Linked DNA regions of Mus musculus: regions 1, 2 and 4 are each linked to region 3. Evidence: chromatin contacts called from public promoter capture Hi-C data. All regions are on one chromosome and are shown on one strand. Each heading gives the region's core, a stretch centred on a gene start, on an enhancer-like site or on the middle of the called end of the contact. The rest is flanking DNA. Distances are from core to core; before and after follow the strand shown. Region 1 holds the start of Zfp46 (zinc finger protein 46). Region 2 holds the start of Nudc (nudC nuclear distribution protein). Region 3 holds the start of Clic4 (chloride intracellular channel 4 (mitochondrial)). Region 4 holds the start of Gpatch3 (G patch domain containing 3).

Region 1 (5,052 bases), core at 1,426-3,925, 1.0 Mb after region 3:
TATGAAAGGCAGGCTCATCCAAATACCTACGGTCTTAGTGTTCATTTTGTGCAGGTGTGTTTTAAATCCCTCCCCAACATCCTTAGCAGAGGCAATTCCAACTGTACAGAAAAGGAGAGAAGGGCTGGAGAGATAACTTGGTGGTTCAAAGAGTATACTGCTCTTGCAAAGGTCCCAAATTTGTTTTCCAGTGCTCATATAAGGTGGCTTACAACTGTGGTATTTTACGAACGTGGCATAATAATTCAAGAGAGAGCACTTCATTGGGCTCTGCCAAGGTGTCCCCTCAAACATTTAGGTCTGGTATAAAAGGGTGTTTATTGGGGGAAGGGAGCCAGGGACCTGGAAAGGAATAGAGGCAGAGGAAGGGGAAGAGAGGACAGAGAGAAGAGAGAGGAAGAAAGGAAGAGAAGAAAGGCTGGCTAGGACATGTGGGGAAAAGAGAGAGAGGAAGAAGAAGGGAGGGAGGGAGGGAGGGAGGGAGAGAGAGAGAGAGAGAGAGAGAGAGAGATAAGTCCTTATACTGCCTGGCTCCAGGCTAGTACCTGGGGTAGAGACAGGCAGGCTGTTGCTAGGTAACTGCTGGGCGGAGCCTAGAGGGATGCTAACCACCACCACCACCAGTAATTCCAGCAGGAACCGAACACTCTCTTCTGGCTTCTCCAGGCACCTGTACTCACATGCTCATATCCCTCCCCTTTATAAATAATTAAAGATAAAATAAAATTTAAAAAAGGAAATGGGCCTGGAGAGATTTTTCTGAAAGATACCCAGCCTAGGTCTGTCCAATCTTTATGCCCATATTCTGGCTGTTGTAAATCCTTCAGGATTCTAACTCACATGGTGGCTGGATACATTTTACAGTAGGTAGAATAGTGCAATTTTGTGGCATCGAAACATTTTTTAGTCCTACCCTTGGGAGCACAAGAGAAGCACAGGTAGAAGAGATTCATTGTGGCTGGTAGGGGTCCTGCTAGTTTGTTTTTTTTTTAGACCCCTGAGTCATGTAGCCATAAATAACTGGGCATTGGGAACAGAACACTCTAATAAAAGCATGGCCGGGAATCTTATTTGGAAAAAAAAAATTCCCCAAGTCCTTCAGTGTGTGTGGATGTATCTGTAAAACAAAAGAAAAGTCCCTTTTCCCAGCCTAGGCAGAGAAGTCTCCCGTTCAGTCAGAGACAACAGGCGTCTGGGCATCAAGCCAAGGTTTGGGGATATTTATAACTTGAAGAGGGTGGGAGTCCCTAATAAGCTGCTATATTCTTTTTCCATCACTTCCCTCTCCAAGGCTACAGCAAGCTGGGAGCTCTTCCCCACACAGAATCCCTGTTTTGCTTAGCCCTCGCCTTCCATTGTCTAATTCCTTCATCCCCGCTAGGGAAAGGAAAGGCTACAAGTCCTTCCATTTGGAGGATTCTGAGTGAATGCAGCATAGCCAACGCTGATGTTTCTTGGCCAGCTGTTGTGGCCTCGGAGATCTGTTTATGAGATTGTTGTTTCCCGGAGCTATAGAACAGTCTCTGCAGTCTTGAAGCTTTGTGCTCATCCTACAACCAAACCCTGCCCTTTGCCTGTTAATCCATGGATTCGGATTTCTATTCATGGCCCTGAGATCTCTGGAATCTGCTGGTGATATCTAGAACCTTTCTGAACGTCAGGCCTCTTTAGATCTCTGAGGAGCCAGCGACCACAGACCAGGAGGTAAGCCTGTCCGTTCTGTCCTAATCTGGTTTTGTGATTTCTTTGAAACAGAGACTACTAGCATCCTTAGGACTCCAGGTTGTCGCAGGCCTAAGGTTTTCATGATGTTGGGAGGTCTCCAAGATTCCTTTCAGCAGAGACACCCTCAAGAGTACCAAGTCCCTGAGTCTCCCACTCCAGGGCCAGCTATTTCCCTACACACCCTACCCCACCCCCCCGCTTCTGATTTCAATGTTTTGGCGACTTAGATGGGTGCACTTGAGCTCCGTCTCTATAAAAGAGCTCGAGACGCTCCCTACAGGGTTAACGTTGGAACACCCTGGGCCGGGCCGCGGACAGCACTCCAGCACCGGACAGGGGACGCGAGGCCTCGTGGGATATGTAGTCTGGGGTGGGTTGTGACTGCCGGAAGGCCTACTGGGAGTTGTAGTTCTCAGTATCCAGAAAGCGAGAGCTTCAGGCGGTGTTGGGAGTCCGTGGGCGGGGCCCAAAGTTCCATCCCGGCCAGGGAGTCTCCCAAGGGAGGGAAAAGAAGCCTTTTCCCGCTCTGGCCTGGGCTGTCAAATGAGGGGTGATCTCAGCTGAGGTCAGCCCGAGCTTCCACACTCAATCTAACCTCGCGGATAATATATGACTCAAAGATGGTCGTAGGGCCATGAGAAAAAAAAAAAAACACAGACGCTTCCTTTGCTGAGTCGTGCTGTGGTTTCCGAGAAAAAAGTATGTGTGGGGGTATTCTCACTGGTCTTGAAGGTCGCGGTCCTGTCTCTTCCCTTTTGTTCTTTTCCCTCCCCTGCTCTTGGCTGCTAAGTGGCCTTTGTACGCCAGAGTGAAACTCCAAGTCCCGTCAGGCCGCGAGGTGCGCGCACGCGTGATGGAGCTACCCGGCCACGCCGCAGGAGGAGGGCTGATGGTTTGGCTTCTGATTGGTCAGATATTTTACGATTTCTTTTCGCTGATTGGCTGGGATTGCTGCCGGAAAGGTCCCAGCCCGGAGATGGCAGAGCAGAGGCGTTCTATGGGCTGGGTTGAAAGCCTCCTCCCTTGAATTGCATCGGCCTGACCCCCCAGCCTAGGGGGCACCCAGCCAGTGCCTGCCCTCTCCTACCCTAACGTTGCACGTACTCGATATTAACCGAGACACGGAGAGTGGGTGACTCTTCGGGAGTCAGAGAGGAGAGTGACCAGTCCTGGGCCTTCCCCTCATACCCTGCGACCAGAACTCCAGCCCTAGGGAGTAGTGGGCAGGGCCTCTTGCCGCGCCTCACGTCCTGCTTTTCGCCTCCTTCAACGTTGTCTGCTAGCTGGTTTTCCTGCTCTCTCTCTCCCAGGAGACGAACGCTTGAGCCCGAGATGGCAGCCACCCTGCTCATGTCTGGGACTCAGGTAAGCCCCGAGGGCTCTGCTTACCCATCTTGCCCGGTGTTTCCCCGTCTGCAAACCCCTATAGGAAATTCCCTGGGATAAGCTCATTTTGCTATTCTGCTTAGTATACGGGCTTCGAGTTGGCTAATATAACCATATACAAGCATATATAGAACACCCACTGTAAGACTAAATACTGAGGAGAATAAAACCAAACAAGATGGGTGGTACCCTTCTTGCCAACAATCTGTAGGGAGAACGGTGTGTCCGGTTAACCTGGATGCGATATGGTAAGTATTCTGTTGGCCTGAGCAAGGACGTATTGTGGTGTGGGAAATAGTAAGTCGAGGAGTGGTTAATTCTAGATGTGGTGTCCAAGGATGGAGCGAAGAGTGATAAAGGGTGGGGAGAAACAGAACAGCAGTTGGCTCTAGAACTGGGCCATAAAGACGAGAATTTCACTGGTCTAAGAAAAGGAGAGCCTTGTATGTAAGGGTCCAAAGTGGGCAGGGACGGCCTGAGCGGGAAGCTAGTAGATTGCCCCTGTCTTTTGACCACATGTCTTTTTTTCTTCTTTCTTTATTATTTTTTTTTTCCTTCGGACTCTACAGATGAGACTTAATGCCACTGCCTTCTCGACATTTCTAACCATGTCTCTAATTTCAAGAAGAAAAGCTGGTTCTAAACTCCTAGATACCAAGTAGTGAGGAAGCGTTGTGTGATTTCAGGCCCCTGTGACATTTGAAGATATGGCCATGTACCTCACTCGGGAAGAATGGAGACCTCTGGATCCTACACAGAGAGATCTTTACAGGGATGTGATGCAGGAGAATTACGGAAATGTTGTCTCACTGGGTGAGTGAGGACTTTTATCTTGTCTTACCTCTTAGGGGTTTTGAAACTGTCAGAACGGCTTAGGTCTTTTCGATACAGCCTTGTTTGTTGTTAAGGAAAACCACACGGTTAGTTACCTGCTTTGGTGCTCATTCAAATCTTTAAGTGTGGGAAGATCCGTGTTTCCCAGTCTTAAATGAAAAGTAAAGTTTCTGCCGTTTCCGAGACTCTGAGGATTCTCGTGCCCTGAGTCATTAGCGGCTCTGTGGCCTGTTTGTACAGATTACTGACCAAACAGGTCTTACACTCTGGTGCTCGCCAGGACATAAATGCCCTATAAATGGTGCTTTTTCTCTGGGGCGCTGGAAGATGAGGGCTCTGAGGTGGGTTCACAGGAGGACAGAAACCTCCCTTCTATGTTTGTTTTGGCTCCATAGCTGCAGCGTTGCTTCAGGTACTTTAGGTCGGTTCTTGTCTAGAGATCTTTCAGAGGCGATCATCCTTCAAGTGTGTCTTCTTTCTTTTTCCTTTTATTATGTGTAAGTACACTGTAGCTGTCTTCAGATGCACCAGAAGAGGGCATCAGATTTCATTACGGATGGTTGTGAGCCACCATATGGCTGCTGGGATTTAAACTCAGGACCTTCAGAAGAGCAGCCAGTGCTTTTAACTGCTGAGCCATCTCTCCAGCCCCAGTCTTGTTTCAGAAGAACCACTGAATAGTCAGCTCACAGATCCTATTCAGAGGAGAAGTCGTGAGGCTGCAGATGCAGCTCGGTTGGTAGAGCGCTTGCTTAGCAGACTTGAAGCCCTGGGTTTCATCCTCAGTCCGGCATACAGCCAGACATAGGACTGAGATATTTTAAAATGTTTTTATTCTCAGAACAGAAGGCGACCTGACAGGTTTTCTTTGCTTGGACTCTCTCTCTCTCTGATGTCCCAGTTTCCTTGGAGTCTTCTTTTTATTTTTTATTCATTTTTAGGTGATACTAATAATGAGTTTCATTTTGACATTTTCATATACACGTGTCCAAACACTTGATCTGATTTGCTCCCCTCCCCTACTTCCTTGAGCTCTTGTCCCTTGAATTGTTCTTTAAAGGCAGCAACAACTCCAATACCAAACACAAAGTGAACAAATCCAGGAAC
Region 2 (4,711 bases), core at 1,590-4,089, 1.7 Mb before region 3:
CTGTCCTGGAACTCACTTTGCAGACCAGGCTGGCCTCGAACTCAGAAATCCACCTGCCTCTGCCTCCTGAGTGCTGGGATTAAAAAAAAAAACAAGCAAGCAAAAAATACAACCAACAACCAAAACCACAAGACCTGTGAAAAGCAACTTAAGAGGGGAAAGGGTTTATTTTGACCTATAGTTTCAGGCTTGGCCCATCACAGTGGGAAAGACAAGGAGCAAAAGCGTAGGGAGCCGGGCGGTGGTGGCACACGCCTTTAATCCCAGCACTCAGGAGGCAGAGGAGGCGGATTTCTGAGTTCGAGGCCAGCCTGGTCTACAGAGTGAGTTCCAGGACAGCCAGGGCTATACAAAAAAACCAAGTCTCGAAAAACAACAAAAAAAAAAAAAGCAAAGCTTAGGGAGATGGTCACGTCACATCCACAGCAAGCAGGGAGCACTGAAAGAGTGTCTTGGCTCAAGTGTTTTATGACAGGCCCATGCTCAGTCGACTCCTGGGGAGAAGCCCAAGCTGGCGCAGGCCCCCAGTTAGCACGACGACTCTCACTTGCCCCAGCCCCAGCGAGAGGTTCTGAATCTGAGACAGCCATCCCTACCTCTAGACACTTTGAGTTCACAGAAACAAAGTGGATTCACTCCCAAACACTTTCACATTGTGTCAGTTTAGGAACACGCAGACAAGGTTCACATTTGCAGATTAGACAAGACTCCCCCGCTTCAAGGGTTTAGAAGCCCTCAGTTAACACAGGCACCTAGAGAAAAAGACTTCGAAGGTGTGGCAACCAGTTTTATGTGCCTTGACACAAGTTAAAGTCATCAGAGAGGAGGGAACTCCAATTAAGAAACTGCCTCCATTGGATCAGGCTGCGGGCAAGCCTCTAGAGCAGCTTCTTAAGGAGAGATGGATGGAACCCAGCCTATTGGGGGCGGTACCATCCCTGGGCTGATGGTCCTGGGTTCTAGAAAGGCGGAGCAAGCCAGTAAGCAATGCCCCTCTATGGCCTTTGCATCCGCTCCTGCCTCCAGCTCTGGCCCCCCACTACTTTTGATGATGAGCTGTTCTGTGAACCTGTGAGTAAGATAAAGCCTTTCCTCTCATCAAGCTGCTCTTCCTGCTTCATCACAGCAGTGGTCACTCTGACCAAGACAGAATGGAAAGCCATCCCCAGTGACGGGTGGCAGGAGCCCGTCTCCTCGGGGACTTGGGGGCCTGGCTTTGGGTAAACTTGTCACTCTCTGACCCTCAGGTGCTTACAGAATGTAATATCTGGGTTTTCTACCTCTACCAGCTCATCTGCTACACACCCACTGTGTGAACTAGGTCTGGCCATTTAACATCACCTATGGGTTATTTGGGGGTTATTATATTTGTGGGTCTTACTATATATCCCTGATTGGCTTAGAAGTTGCTATACAGACCAGGCTAACCTCTAACTTGTAGCAATTTTCCTGCCTCTTCCTCCCCAGTGCTAGGACTCCAGTCACGCACCATCTTATCCTGACCAGCAAGATGAATCACTGGGTAAAATTGACTGCCTCAAAATCCTAGCAACTCAACCCTAAAAACCCAGATACTGGTGGCAGGAATAAACTGGCCCCTTAAAACTGTCCTGTCACAAACACTACTACTACTACTAATAATAATAATAATAATAATAATAATAATAAATTTCTTTGGTTTTGTTTTTTTTCTGAGACAAGGCTTCTCCGTGTAGCCCAAGCTGTACTAGAACCCATTCTGTAGACTAGGCTGGCCTCAAATTCAAAGATCCACCTGCCTCTGGCTCCTGAGTGCTGGGATTAAAGCAACACCCGGCTCCAAATAATTTTTTAAAGCAAGAAACCCTCAACAAATTCCCCAAATGCAAAGCCTAGTCTCTTCCGTGTCTGCATCCCCAGGACCCAGTCTTATTATGTGTCTGGTACACGACAATGACAAGTACTTAGGTGCTAGGCAGGGTGGCCCATATCCAAGTTCCCGCACTCTGAAGACAGAGGAAGAATAACCCTGATTTGGAAGTCACTTGGTCTATATAGCAAGTTCTGCGTAAGCCAGGGATATAGAGCAAGACCCTGACTCAAGAAAAAAAAACAACAGGAACTGATATTCCTAAGCTTCACCTCACAGACGAGGTAACTGAGGATAAACCAGGAGGGAGCTTAACCTACAGGTCTCCGGCTCACTTCCTCAGTCAGTATACTTTCAAGTATAAAGAGACCACGTGCTAACCGCCCCCCCGGGCTCTCACTACCCTACACAGTATTGATAGGCAGGCTCCACTTTGGGTAAGATGCAGATCATATCGAGAAGAGTCGGCCCAGAGATGCTCTAAAGAGTAACCACCATTAGGGATGCTCTACACAGTAACCATTAAAATGAAAGCAGAAACACCCGTGGAGCGCAGAGTGGGTGCGGAAGCTCTGGGGTCACTCTGGGACAACGAAAACTGCTCTTGGGGGCTAAGTGCAGGGCGCTGACGGCGTTGGAGCGAGACTTCACTCGCGGGCTGGGCAGACCGGAAGCTGGGACGCGGGGACCCGGGGACCCGCGCGGCCGGGGTGGGGGAGGTCTCGGCCGACCGCGGAGAAGGGCTGCGGCGCGGGCCACGTCGTTTACCTCCTGCACGCCGCCCTCGTGCTGCTGCGCCATGGCCAGCAGCATGCCGTCGAAGCGCTCCTCCTCCTGCTCCCCTCCCATCGTGCTGCGCCCCGAGCTCCGCACTCGCGTTCTGCGATGCCCGCGCTCCCCACGGTTCGCGCGGGCCCAACGGCTCCCCTCGCTAGCCTTCCGCAGCGGAGCCGGAAACACGCAGGAGCCGCCCGGCCGTGCGGGTTCGCCCTTCCCGGCTTTCTTCCCGCCTCCCCGCCCATCGGTGCCCATTGAGCTCCCGGAACACAACCCGCTTCTCTGGCCATTGGCTAAGCCGAGGAGCAAATCAACAGTCGCGGTCCCAAGGCAGTGGGCGGGGCTCGCTGCCGCAGAGTTTGGCTTGAGTTGCTATGGTCACCAGATACCTGGGAGCTTTCTAGAAAGCTCTGAGCTCACATCTTAATAGGGCTGGAAGTTTTGATCAAGTGATACTGTTAGCCTTCTCCTCCTACAAGCCGCAGTTAAGACTCAGGAAGAAAGCACTCACCAAAGGGTCAACCTACTAGACGTTTAAGAAAAGAGCACAAAACTGTAGTTTGAGTAGAACAGTTTTACAAACTGTTTGCACTAGGATTAATGCTCTTTCATTACTGTCTGAAAATCCTTAGTTTTTCTGTTTTTTTGTTTGTTTGTTTTGTCGTTGCTGTTGACGGCAGAGGTGATGGCTTGTTTTGTTTTGTTGAGACATGCCCCGTGTATCCAAGGCAAAGACAAACTTGTGTTCCTGGCCTGCCTGCCTTCACTTCCAAGCACTGAGATTGCATGCAGGCTTGTATAGCCTGAAGATTCCCCACCGCCGGCGCGTACATTTATTTATTACTTTGTAAACCTGAGAGTGCTATACTGTTACAAGATTATTACATTAACTTTTCCAGAGAGCCTGGCTATCTCACACCTTGGAATAGGAACTCTTAAGGGTTGAACGTCACTCCCAAAGAGCAGGTTCCTTCTATCAGATTGAGGTCTCTGAGAGCTGGTCTGGGTCATCTCCATGTTAGAAGCTGTGCTGATTAATTTTATATCAACTTGACATTAGAGTCAGCAGAGAGGAGGGTGCCACAATTGAGAAAATGCATCCTTAAGATCCTTCTGTAGGCAAACCTGTAGGGTGTTTTCTTAATTAGTGATTGATGGAGAAGGTCAGCCCACAGTGGGTGGGGCTATCTGTGGGCTAGTGGTCTTGAGTTCTATAAGGAAGCAACACCTTCTATGATCTCTGCATCAGCTCCTGCCTCCAGGTTCCTACCCTGTTTGAGTTTCTATTCTTACTTTCTTCAAAGATGGACTAATATGTGGAAATGTAAGCCAAATAAACCTTTTTCTCCCCAATCTGTTTTTGGTCATAGTATTTCATCACAGCAAAAGAAACCCTAGTACAAGCCAGGCAGTGGTGGCAGGTGCCTTTAATCCCAGCACTTGGGAGGCAGAGACAGGTGGATTTCTGAGTTCGAGGCCAGCCTGGTCTACAGAGTGAGTTCCAGGACAGCCAGGGCTATACAGAGAAACCCTGTCTCAAAAAAAAAGAAAAGAAAAAAGAAAAGAAGGAGGAGGAGAAGAAAAAGAAAAGAAAAGAAAAAAGAAGAGAAGAGAAGAGAAGAGAGAGAAGAGAAGAGAAGAGAAGAGAAGAGAAGAGAAGAGAAGAGAAGAGAAGAGAAGAGAAGAGAAGAGAAGAGAAGAGAAGAGAAGAGAAGAGAAGAGAAGAGAAGAGAAGAGAAGAGAAGAGAAGAGAAGAGAAGAGAAGAGAAGAGAAGAGAAGAGAAGAGAAACCCTAATACAGAAGGCCTGGACTTCTCTGAGCAAATGGCTTGCTTTCAGACTCTGGGCTATAGTAATCCTAGTCCTAGCCTTCTCTCACTCTTCAGGTATCTTTTCCCTCAGTTTTCTCTTCCTGAATAGGATTGACAGCAACAACCATGATGTCAGTCTGTCCTCAGGAAGGGCCCGAGTGCGCCAAGGGCGTTACATCCTCAAACACCACTTTGACCCTGCAGACAATAAGGAAAAGCACTGTCAAAGTAGAGTTTCTGTCAAGCTTAAAAAATAAGAAACTTAGCCAGGCAG
Region 3 (5,044 bases), core at 1,156-3,655:
TATTGGCCAGGGCCTCCCAAAGCACGCTGAGCAGAAGCTATAAAGTGTTAGTATCTGTGTGATTGTTGTGTTTGCGGTTGATTTTGAGACTGGGTTTTCTATGCAGCCCTGGCTAGCTTGGAACTCACTATGTAGACAAAGCTGGCCTCCAGCTCAGAGGTCTGCCTGCCTCTGCCTTCCAAAAGACTCAGTTTAGAATTCCAAGTTGTTTAGCACCTCTAAGGTTTTACCATTAAGCACTGTTCTTCAGACTAGCATCTACACTTTCAGAGTCGGTTTGGGGGCTTTCTTTGGCTTTGTTTAGTTTATCAAAGCTCCTTCCTGCCGGACGTGATGTTTCACACCTATAATCCCAGCCTGAGGCCGCCTGGACTGCATTATGAGTTCCAAGACAGCACAGGATACAGAGTAAGACCCTGTTCTCACAAGAAGAGGGAAACCATTATGTCCCGTCGCTATCTCTAGCCTAGCGTCTTCCCTTCTTTGTGCTGTTTTCCACGACCCTCTCCCCATTTCTTCAGGTTCCTCAAAAGTATTGTCTGCCACCTCCAGTCGCAGACATTGTGATATTTTGAGAGCCCTAAGCCTTTTCTTTCCTAATGCTGCGACAGTTTAATGCAGTTCTTCATGTTGTGCTGACCCCCAACAGTAAAATTATTTTTGGTGCTACTTCATAACTGTAACTTTGCTACTGCTATGAATTGTAATGAAATTGTCTGCATTTTCCAATAGTCTTAGGTGACCCCTGTAAAAAGGCCGTTTGATCTTTCAAAGGGGTCTTGACCCCCAGTTGAGAGCCGATGCTCTAGACCAAAAAAAAAAAAAAGTTCTAAAACCAGCAACTAACAGAAAACACTAAGGCAAACATTGTTACCACCCTGCAGATTTCTGCCTTCCATCTCTGGAACACATCCTTCGATAATTTCCGCTCTTTCAAATTAAAACTAAGAAAGGGCAGACTTTAGTACTGGATGCCTGTTGGACTTCTAGTGTTGCCAGTTTCGACCTAAGCCTGGATATTTAGTGGCTAACAGAACGAACGTCAGGGTTTCCAAGGAGGCTCAGTAAAGCAGGGGACCCAGATGTTTGTTGCGTTAACTTTTCCCTCCTTCGCTACGCCCCAAAAGGGAGAGGCGCGGAGAGCAGTCAGAGAAGCGTTTCTAGGCGAAGAAGGCAGCTCCAGGGTTTACAAACTGAGGAGGGCGAGAGGAATGAACCTTTTTAAGCCCGAGAGAGCGGAGAATTCAGGTTTTCTTTCAAACCAAACGGGCTTGCCTGCCGAGGTGGCAACAGCAAACGAAAGCGGCCAAAAGGTTGCATCATGTGAAAACAGGCGCGCTAGAGAAACAAGAAAACCAGATGGTGGTAAAACACCGGACAGGAAAACCCAAGTCGGGAATCTCTGTATTTTCCGGAAGCCTTGGGGCATCCACCCTTCTTTTCGCTTTTTCTTTTCTTTTCCTTTTTTTTTTTTTTTCTTCTTCTTTGCAGTTAGTTGCCTGGGTTTTGGGTGTGTGTCCGGAGGCTCACATTTGTAACCCAGGCTGGCCTCGAACTCGAGGGACTCCTCAAGCCTCTACTGCTGGGTCATAGCCGAGTCACCACGCCCGCATTAAAAAAATTCTCCCCTCCCCCATGCGGGAGGAGGGCTGGGATGAGGGTCCCTCCTATCCCAGGCTTGCCCTGGGTTTACTAAGCAGCCAAGGCTGGCTCTGAACTCGGGATCTTCCCTAGACCACTTTTCCCAACTGCTGGGTTTACGGCTCCCGGGTCCCTCCTCCCCTTTACTTTATTTAACATTGTATCAAAGTTAAAGTTTCAGTTTCACCCGGGCCAGGCGCTAGCGTTCCAGTAAGTTGGGTGAGCTATCAGCCCCGCGGCCCGAGGCTGGGGCTCGCGGCGGGGTGGGGTCGGACACGGCGAGGAGGGTGACAGTACCCACGCGGCGCAGCTGAGGCGCGTCCCGCCCTGCGGAGTCGCCTCCCTGTCGCCGCGCCCGCAGGGTCCGCCAAGGTCCCGCTGCGAGGCGGGAAGGCGCGGAGCCCAGACAATGGGAATGAGCGCGGGAGGTACGGCGCCGCCTCGGGCTGCGGGGATGCCGCGTGGGGGCGCTTCGGGGTGCGGGGACGTCAGCCCGCGTCGCTCGGGACGGTGAGCGCTCACCTTGACGAAGAGCTCGATGAGGGGCTCTTTGTCCTCCTCCTTCAGCCCGTTCAGGGGCATCGACAGCGCCATGGCCGGTTGGGCTGGGCTCCGCGGACGGCGGCTGCGGCTGTGGCTCCGGGGCTGCTGTGGCTGCGGGTTCCCGCCGCTCGCTCACTCGCTGGCTTGCTCGTTCGCTGGACAGTCCCGGCGTCTGGCTGCCCGTGGCCTCAGATCCTCAGCACCGCCTCACGCCTCGCGCGCGACTCTGAGGGGGTTGCGGTCCCGGCCGCTTCAAACCGCTGGGCGGAGCCCTATGGGCGGGGCGTGGGCGGAGCAGTGGCCAGGATCCTGCAGGGGTGGGGGGGAAATGGGCGGGCCACAGCTGGGGGCGTGGCCTCAGGCGAGGAAGACAGCGGAGCGCTCTAGCTTCCACGGACCGACCACTAGGGAGCCTGGAGGGCGCTGGGGGCGCGGCCTAGGCTGGGCAGCGCGGATTGGCCGGGAGGTCCCCCCGAAGCCACGCCCCTCAGGGGGTGGGCGGGGAAGGTCCCTGGAGCCGGAGCCTGACACCGCCTCTCTCCGCGGCGCAGCTGCTGCTGGTTGGGTGCCAAGTGACCTCATGCGGCGGCCCGCCTCGCGCCCTCTCCCCCGCTGCAGCCGCAGGGACTCATCGTCCCCTCCGGTTCCCGGGGCGGCGGCCTCCTCGGCTACTTCTGTTAGGCGCGGCCGCCTTTTCCTGGAAAACTTTTGCGAAAGTTTTCATGTCCTTAAGAACTTTTTAATCCTTCTGACCGCGGATCTCCTTTCGTGATCCTTCTCTATTTGAAATCAAGATACTCAAAAGTTCTTGTAAAGTCGTCCTGTGTCCCGGGCTCTGAATTAGGCCAAAACGGTGGGACAGCGTCCCGCTCCAGCACAACCCCAGTGCTTGAGGCAGCGCCTGACTCTGAAAACGTTATCCGTGCTGTTTTGCCCCACCTGGACCGATTCCTGTCTTCCGTTCACCTGGAGAAGTTTAATGAGTCACCTGAGTGCCACTCAGCGCGCAGGGGCGAGTACTTTACACCCTGAGGACAGGGGCCTGAGACACGCGGTCTACTGCGGAATTGCCGTCAGTGAATGTCACCTTTGGGAAATTTGCCTTCTGGTTTTCCTTAATCTGCTCATTCTGTGGTACCTCCCAGGCTAGGGTGATGAGTGAGTTGATTAGAAAGGCTAAATTGGGGGATGGAAGCGGGGTGTCATGGTTATCTCACATCCTCTGTGCCTAGTGTGGATCAGAGTGCTTCAACAAATTGGAATGATGTGTAAAAATGCAGTGCAACCTGCAACTACTTTATCCTCACTCAACCCCATCTCCAAGTTGCTAGATTCTGTGAGAAGGATGCTGTGCCCCAGCAATTAGATCCATCAATGCTCCGGAGTAAGGCTGTTTTAAGTTCACAGTTTGGCAGTGGCCTTAAACACCCTAAACCTCGGCCTGATTTGGTGACATATACGTGGCTCTCAGGTGATGGCTCAGGCAGGAGGGCTGAGAGTTTGAGGACAGTCTGGGTATATTGCAAGACTACCTCAAAATAATAATAATAATAATAATAATAATAATAATAATAATGGCAGTCAAGATGATTCAGCAGGTAAAAGCGTTTGCCTTGCAAGACTTCCAACCTGGATGTGATGTTGGGGCCATCTAAAGGTAGAAGGAGAAAACCAACTCCAGAAAGCTTACCTCTGACTTCTACAGAATGCCATCACACACACACACACACACACACACACACACACCAGGGTTTGGGTTTTGGTCTGCCTGTTTTTTTTCTCCACCTCCCAAGTACTAGGGTCAAAGGTGTCCACCACTGCAACCAACAATCACCGTATTTTTTTTTTTTTTTTTTTTTTGAGCCAGGGTTTCTCTATATACCCCTGGCTATCCTGGAACTCAATCGGTAGACCAGGCTGGACTGGAACTCAGAAATCCACCTGCCTCTGCCTCACAAATGCTGGGATTTAAAAGCATTGTGCTACAACTGCCCAGCACAGTAAAGTTTTAGTAGGTCAGCTGGAAGACTGTATGCCTAGCAGGCTCAAAGCCCTGGACTCAGTTCTCAGCACTGCCTAACTGAGTGTGGTGCCCCATGCCTGTCATCCCTGCACTCCAAAAGGGCAGGCAGGAAGATTAGGAGTTTAGGGTCATCCTTGGCTATAAAATGAGTTTGAAGCTAGCCTGGGCTACATTAAACCCTGCCTCAAAGTAACCAGAAACCTAAGACTTCCGTTCCGTATCTAGACTAGAGAGGGTGGTGTTGGTTACCGCCTTGTGTAATTAGGGAGGGCTGGGACCTCGTGGAGCCTCTGGCGTCCTGTCCACCCCTACAGGCAAAGCCAGCGCCATGTTCCACTCAGTGGCTAGCTAGTTTGTGGTAAAGTAAGAAAAGCCAGCAGGCTGTCCTGTGGAGCAAAGCTTAAACCAGAAACAAATAGAAGGGACAGCTGGACTCTGAACTGGGTCCCCTGTTAATTTTTCACAGAACTGTGAACAGATTAAAGTCCCCTCACAGTATAGCCTTTCCACCGTGATCCCAAATGGTAAATTCAAACAGACACACACTTAAAATGGCCCAGCAGAGCCTCAAAAGACTCCACATTGGCCCCAAGACTACTGGGTCCCAGTTAGGATTTATCCAAGTCATTTTGGGTCCCCAAATTACTCCCTCACATGTATCTGTGCTGGGCCCATGCTGGCTCCCAGCCACCAGCACAGAGATGGCCCACACAGGGAAACAATAGCAATGAAAGGGTCTTTCTGTCTCTTTGCTTAAATGGGAGGAAGCCTGTGACATTTTCCAAGTCCTGAGGTGGTCCAAGTCCTGCCCTTGCTCATCCGGACACCCTCAGGCAC
Region 4 (5,082 bases), core at 2,124-4,623, 1.7 Mb before region 3:
AGAAAGAAAGAAAGAAAGAAAGGAAGGAAGGAAGGAAGAAAAGAAAAGAAAAGAAAAGAAAAGAAAAGAAAAGAAAAGAAAAGAAAAGAAAAGAAAAGAAAAGAAAAGTCACCCCAGCATGACTTACAAAAGCTGCATCCCTGGAGTTCATTGCTGAACTTGAAGGCAGCTGGACAGGTTAGAAAGTCTCTTCTCTCCAGCAGTCCTTATTGCTCATATATACTTGAGGAGGGGACTTTGTGAATCTTGTATGTTTTAGGAACTGAGACTTGTGAGTTGTTTACTTTTCTAAATTCTACCCTAATTTTTATTTTGTATGTTTTGTTTTGCTTGCAAGTTGTTTTTTTTTTTTTTAAGATTTATATATTAACATTGTAGCAGCTAGGCAGTGGTGGCCCACGCCTTTAATCCCAGCACTTGGGAGGCAGAGGCAGGTGGATTTCTGAGTTCGAGGCCAGCCTGGTCTACAGACAGAGTGAGTTCCAGGACAGCCAGGGCTATACACAGAAACCCTGTCTCGAATAAAATTATATATATATATATATATATATATATATATATATATATATATATATATAAAATTAAAAAAACCCATTGTAGCTGACTTCAGGCACACCAGAAGAGGGCATCAGATCTCATTACAGATGGTTGTGAGCCACCATGTGGTTGCTGGGATGTGAACTCAGGACCTTGGGAAGAGCAGTTAGTGCTCTTACCCACTGAGCCATCTTGCCAGCCCTTGCTTGCAAGTTTATCAGTAGATCATGTGCATACCTGGCGCCCTCAAGAGGACAGAAGATCCCTTGAAACTGGAGTCACAGGTAGTTGTGAACTGCCCTGTGGGTGCTAGGAATTGAATCTGTGTCCTCTGGCTCTTAACTGCTGAGTTATTTCTCCAGCCTCCATTGTTTACTTGGAGAGTCATAAGGATTATCCACCCAGGATAGAATGTTTCAAAGTGCCCGCCACCAGCCTCTCCTTCTCTCCCTATGCCCCGACAGCAGCTGTCAAAAATGGCGGCTCCTGCCAGGCGTGGTGGCGCACGCCTTTAATCCCAGCACTCGGGAGGCAGAAGCAGCAGATTTCTGAGTTCGAGGCCAGCCTGGTCTACAAAGTGAGTTCCAGGACAGCCAGCGCTATTCAAAGAAACCCTGTCTCGAAAAACCAAAACCAAAACCCAAACAAACACGACATCTCACCCTGCAACTATCACAGGAGCATTTTCTTTCCCACCTCAGCAGGAGCTGTCCACGGTGGCCACAACTCCACTCCAGCCTCCTCAGAGATGGCGCCTCAGCCAAAGCCAGCTGTGGCTGGGAAGGACTTCCCACCTTAATCCATGGACCCGATGCAGGGAAAAGGGGTGAGAAAAGCCACCAATCTCTGAGCGCCCCAAGCTCAGGACTTAAAATTCCACCAATCCTACATCTGGAAATCTCTGCCCTGCTAAAGCACCTCCACTAAGCAAGCCCATATAAGCTCTGCCCTTTGTCCAGTCCTCGCCCAGGAGCAGAGGGCAGCCATTTCTGGATTCAGCCCTCCACATGCTGGACCCTCCAATACATCTCTTTCATGAGATTTGGTGCCTGGTGTGACTCTCTCGTCGCAAGAAGCCATGAAGACAAAAAGTAAAGATGTGGACTGGGGCTGAGGCTCCTGAGCGCCTGAGTTCAGTTGGGGATCCCCTTCCCTCGGAGCTGCAATGCTTCTGCTGAGGAAGAGACTTCCTCTCAGAGCCGTAAGGTCCCTGGGCTCCCATGCCCCAGGATGCCCTTCCACTGGGTACCATTCCCCTTGAGTTCTAGGATTACCCTTTCATCTGAGCAGAAACACCTACACCCACCATCAACCATCAACTGTATAAAAATTCTTAGAGAGGGGTGCGATCTCATGAGCCTTCCCCCTCCTCCATGACAGGAAATTGAAGGGCCTACTTTTGGGCAGAGTTGCACTCGCTATGAATTTAAAAATGGATCCAGGGCTGGTGAGATGGCTCAGTGGGTAAGAGCACCCGACTGCTCTTCCGAAGGTCCAAAGTTCAAATCCCAGCAACCACATGGTGGCTCACAACCACCCGTAATGAGATCTGATGCCCTCTTCTGGAGTGTCTGAAGACAGCTACAGTGTACTTACATATAGTAAATAAATAAATCTTTATAAAAAAAAAATGGATCCAGAGGCTCCAACGCCCTCCTCTGGCCTTCCTGAACACTGCACACAATCACAAGAGCTATACTGTTTGTTTGTGAGGGACTCAACGCCTTGTACGGAGGTCGTCCGAAGCTGGCAATATGGTTTTCGCCTATGATCTCTGGGAATAGTTTTCGATGTCTATGCATGTATTTGTACATTTAAAAAAAAATCTTTTTGAGGGCTGGAGAGATGGCTCAGCGGTTAAGAGTACCAACTGCTCTTCTGAAGGTCGGGAGTTCAAATCCCAACAACTGCTTTGCAACCATCCGTAATGAGATCTGATGCCCTCTTCTGGTGTGTCTGAAGACAGCTACAGTGTACTTACATATAATAAATAAATAAATCTAAAACAAACAAACAAAAAAACCAAACCAAACCAAAAAAAATTTTTTTTTCCCTCGAGACTTCTCTGTGTAGCCCTGGCTGTCCTGGAACTCACTCTGTAGACCAGGCTGGCCTCGAACTCAGAAATCCGCCTGCCTCTGTCTCCTGAGTGCTGGGATTAAAGGCGTGAGCCACCACCGCCCGGTTTGTTACAGATAATTTTATGTGCATGAGAATTTTGCCTGCATGTATGTATGTGCAACACGTATGTGCCTCTAGAGGTCAGAAGAGGGTGTCCAATCTCATGAAACGAGTTACGTATGGGAGAGTTCCCTCGTACGTGGGTGCTGGGAATCCAATCCAAGTATTCTGTAAGAGCAGCGAAAGCTCTTAATTGCCGGGGCATCTCTTCATCTCCCCCGTCCCGCGCCCTGAGAAAGGCTCTCTCGACATAGCCCCGTCTCAGTCACTATGTTGACCAGGCTGGTCTTGAACTCACGCACACCTGCTTGCCTCTAACTCTCAAGTGCCGGGTTTAAAGGCGTGAGGCACCACGCCCGGCTGGGTTGGTACTGTAGAGTCCAGTTTTGCATCAGACCTCCGCCACCTCCCGCTCAGCATCCCGGTGCTCTACACTGGTTCCTCCTTAGAGCCTCTCACACGCTGGACCAGCTATCACTGAGCTACAGCCCAGCCCATCGCACGAGTTTTCCATCTTCTGTGGAGCTGGAAACACAGATTCGGCCCAAGAGCAATTAAAACGAAACTTCAAGTACCAAACGGTCACCGATGCCACATTGACCAAACTCCAGCATCCGAGACGTGGTGCTCTCGCGAGAGTGGACGCCAAGCAATCATGTGACAGGCCAAGATGGCGTCGCCCAGGGAGCTGGACGAAGAGTCGCCGGTTTACCTGGTGGTGAGCGGGATCCCTGCCGTGTTACGCTCGGCTCAGTTACGGAGCTACTTTAGCCAGTTCCGGGAACAGCGCGGCGGAGGCTTCCTGTGCTTCCACTACCGGCACCGGCCCGAGAGGGGCCCTCCGCAGGCGAGTCCCGAGGCGGCCCGGGCTGGCCCGGACCCCGCCGCTGAGGATCCGGTTCTCGCCCAGGCTCCGGCCTCCGATGCCCGCGCTGTCCGCGCCCGGGGCTCTGCGGCAGCCCAGACCCGCACCTGCTGCTGCGTCGTCTCGGTGAGGGGAGCGGCGCAAGCCCAGCGGCTGCTTCGCATGTACTCCGGTCGCCGGTGGCTGGACTCTCAGGGGACCTGGCTTCCCGGTCGCTGTCTCATCCGCAGGCTTAGGCTTCCCACCGAGGTTTCAGGTAAGGGGGAGAGAATGGACCGGACGCACGGCCCTTGGAAAAGAGGCGCATTGCCTGGGTGGTTAAGATAGGTTATCACTGTTTAGAGCTTAAGTTAGTTCTGGACAAAGCTACAAGTTTTCAGCCCAATCTGCATGTTTTTACTCAAGGACTTACAAGGCAAAACAGACAAAACAACTGAGATCTGTATAGATAAGTTTCAAATGTATCCCCTCTTAAGGACCATTTCCCTAAGGGTGGTGATTTTTGTACTGACATGATTTCTTAAAAAGGATATTTGGAGCCCGGTGCGCTAAGGCACGCCTTTGATCCCAGCTCTCAGGCGGCAGAGGCAGGAGGATCTCTGAGCGAGCGAATTCCAGGACAGCCAGTGCTACACAGAGGAACCATATCTTGAAATGCACAAAGGAAACTTGGTTTCTTCTAATCTAACCTAGCGACTGGAAGACAGGCTCTGCAGAGGAAAGAGCTGGGGGCAGCAGAGAGGGGCTGGGCACAAGTGTGTCCATTGGGGAAAAGGAAGCCAGGTGTTTTAAAATGCCAGATGGAGAGGTTTAAATAAATTATTTTGAAACAGTTCATCCTAAAGAGTCATTAGCAATAGTGGTGGTATATATGCCTTTAGTTCTAGTGCCTGGGAAGTAGAGGCAGATGGATCTCTGTAGTTCTAGCCTGGCTTGGTCTACAAAGTGAGTTCCAGGACAGCCAAGACTATCTAGCTCTGACCCTGTCTCAAAAGTTAAAAAAATAACATACAAAACAAAAATGAAAAACTGGTATCAGCTCAAAGTTAAACAGTTTCATAGAAAGAGGTGTGTGTGTGTGCGTGTGTGCGTGTGCGCGTGTGCACACACACTCGAGTGCATATGCCGGCTATGGTTTAAGCAGAATCTTTAGGAGCAATGTCTTATCAAGACATACAGCATGAGCTGCCTCTCTATGTGTGTGTCTCTCTCATGTAATCTATGCTGGCCTCAAACTCTATGAAAGTTCCAATGACCTTGAGCCAGGTGTGGTAGTGAACCCCTTTAATCCCAGGAAAAGCAATCAAATTTCTATATTCAAGGCCAGCCTGGTTTACATGTCTAGTTTCAGACCAGACAGGGTCTGCCTCAAAAATAAATAAACAAAAGAAGTAACCTTGGGCTCCTGCCTGTGCCTCCCATGCTGGGATTATAAGTGTATGCCACCATATTTGATCAGCCCATCATTTTCTTATGGACTTCTCAAAACAATCCTTTGC

Evidence for each region. Promoter capture Hi-C pulls out the DNA fragments that hold promoters and counts their contacts.
Region 1: a promoter capture Hi-C map of pre-B cells shows a contact between it and region 3, with 3 times the contacts expected there. The contact joins the promoter of Zfp46 here to the promoter of Clic4 in region 3. A contact is called at or near these places in 1 of 39 promoter capture datasets (pre-B cells) and 1 of 9 other capture datasets (adipose tissue).
Region 2: a contact with region 3 is called in a promoter capture Hi-C map of pre-B cells, with 4 times the contacts expected there. The contact joins the promoter of Nudc here to the promoter of Clic4 in region 3.
Region 4: a contact with region 3 is called in a promoter capture Hi-C map of pre-B cells, with 3 times the contacts expected there. The contact joins the promoter of Gpatch3 here to the promoter of Clic4 in region 3. A contact is called at or near these places in 1 of 39 promoter capture datasets (pre-B cells) and 1 of 115 datasets of contacts at active chromatin or transcription factors (pancreatic cancer cells).

Annotation. Positions count from the first base shown.
Region 1 is chr4:136,283,392-136,288,443 of GRCm38.p6, forward strand. It overlaps Zfp46 (zinc finger protein 46), which reads left to right and starts at 2,676. Exons shown (of 3, transcript NM_009557.4): 1 at 2,676-3,090; 2 at 3,681-3,924. The coding sequence starts at 3,819.
Region 2 is chr4:133,543,188-133,547,898 of GRCm38.p6, forward strand. Nudc (nudC nuclear distribution protein) reads right to left here and starts at 2,840. Exons shown (of 8, transcript NM_010948.3): 1 at 2,618-2,840. The coding sequence starts at 2,698.
Region 3 is chr4:135,270,355-135,275,398 of GRCm38.p6, forward strand. It overlaps Clic4 (chloride intracellular channel 4 (mitochondrial)), which reads right to left and starts at 2,406. Exons shown (of 6, transcript NM_013885.2): 1 at 2,164-2,406. The coding sequence starts at 2,235.
Region 4 is chr4:133,571,372-133,576,453 of GRCm38.p6, forward strand. It overlaps Gpatch3 (G patch domain containing 3), which reads left to right and starts at 3,374. Exons shown (of 7, transcript NM_172876.2): 1 at 3,374-3,839. The coding sequence starts at 3,389.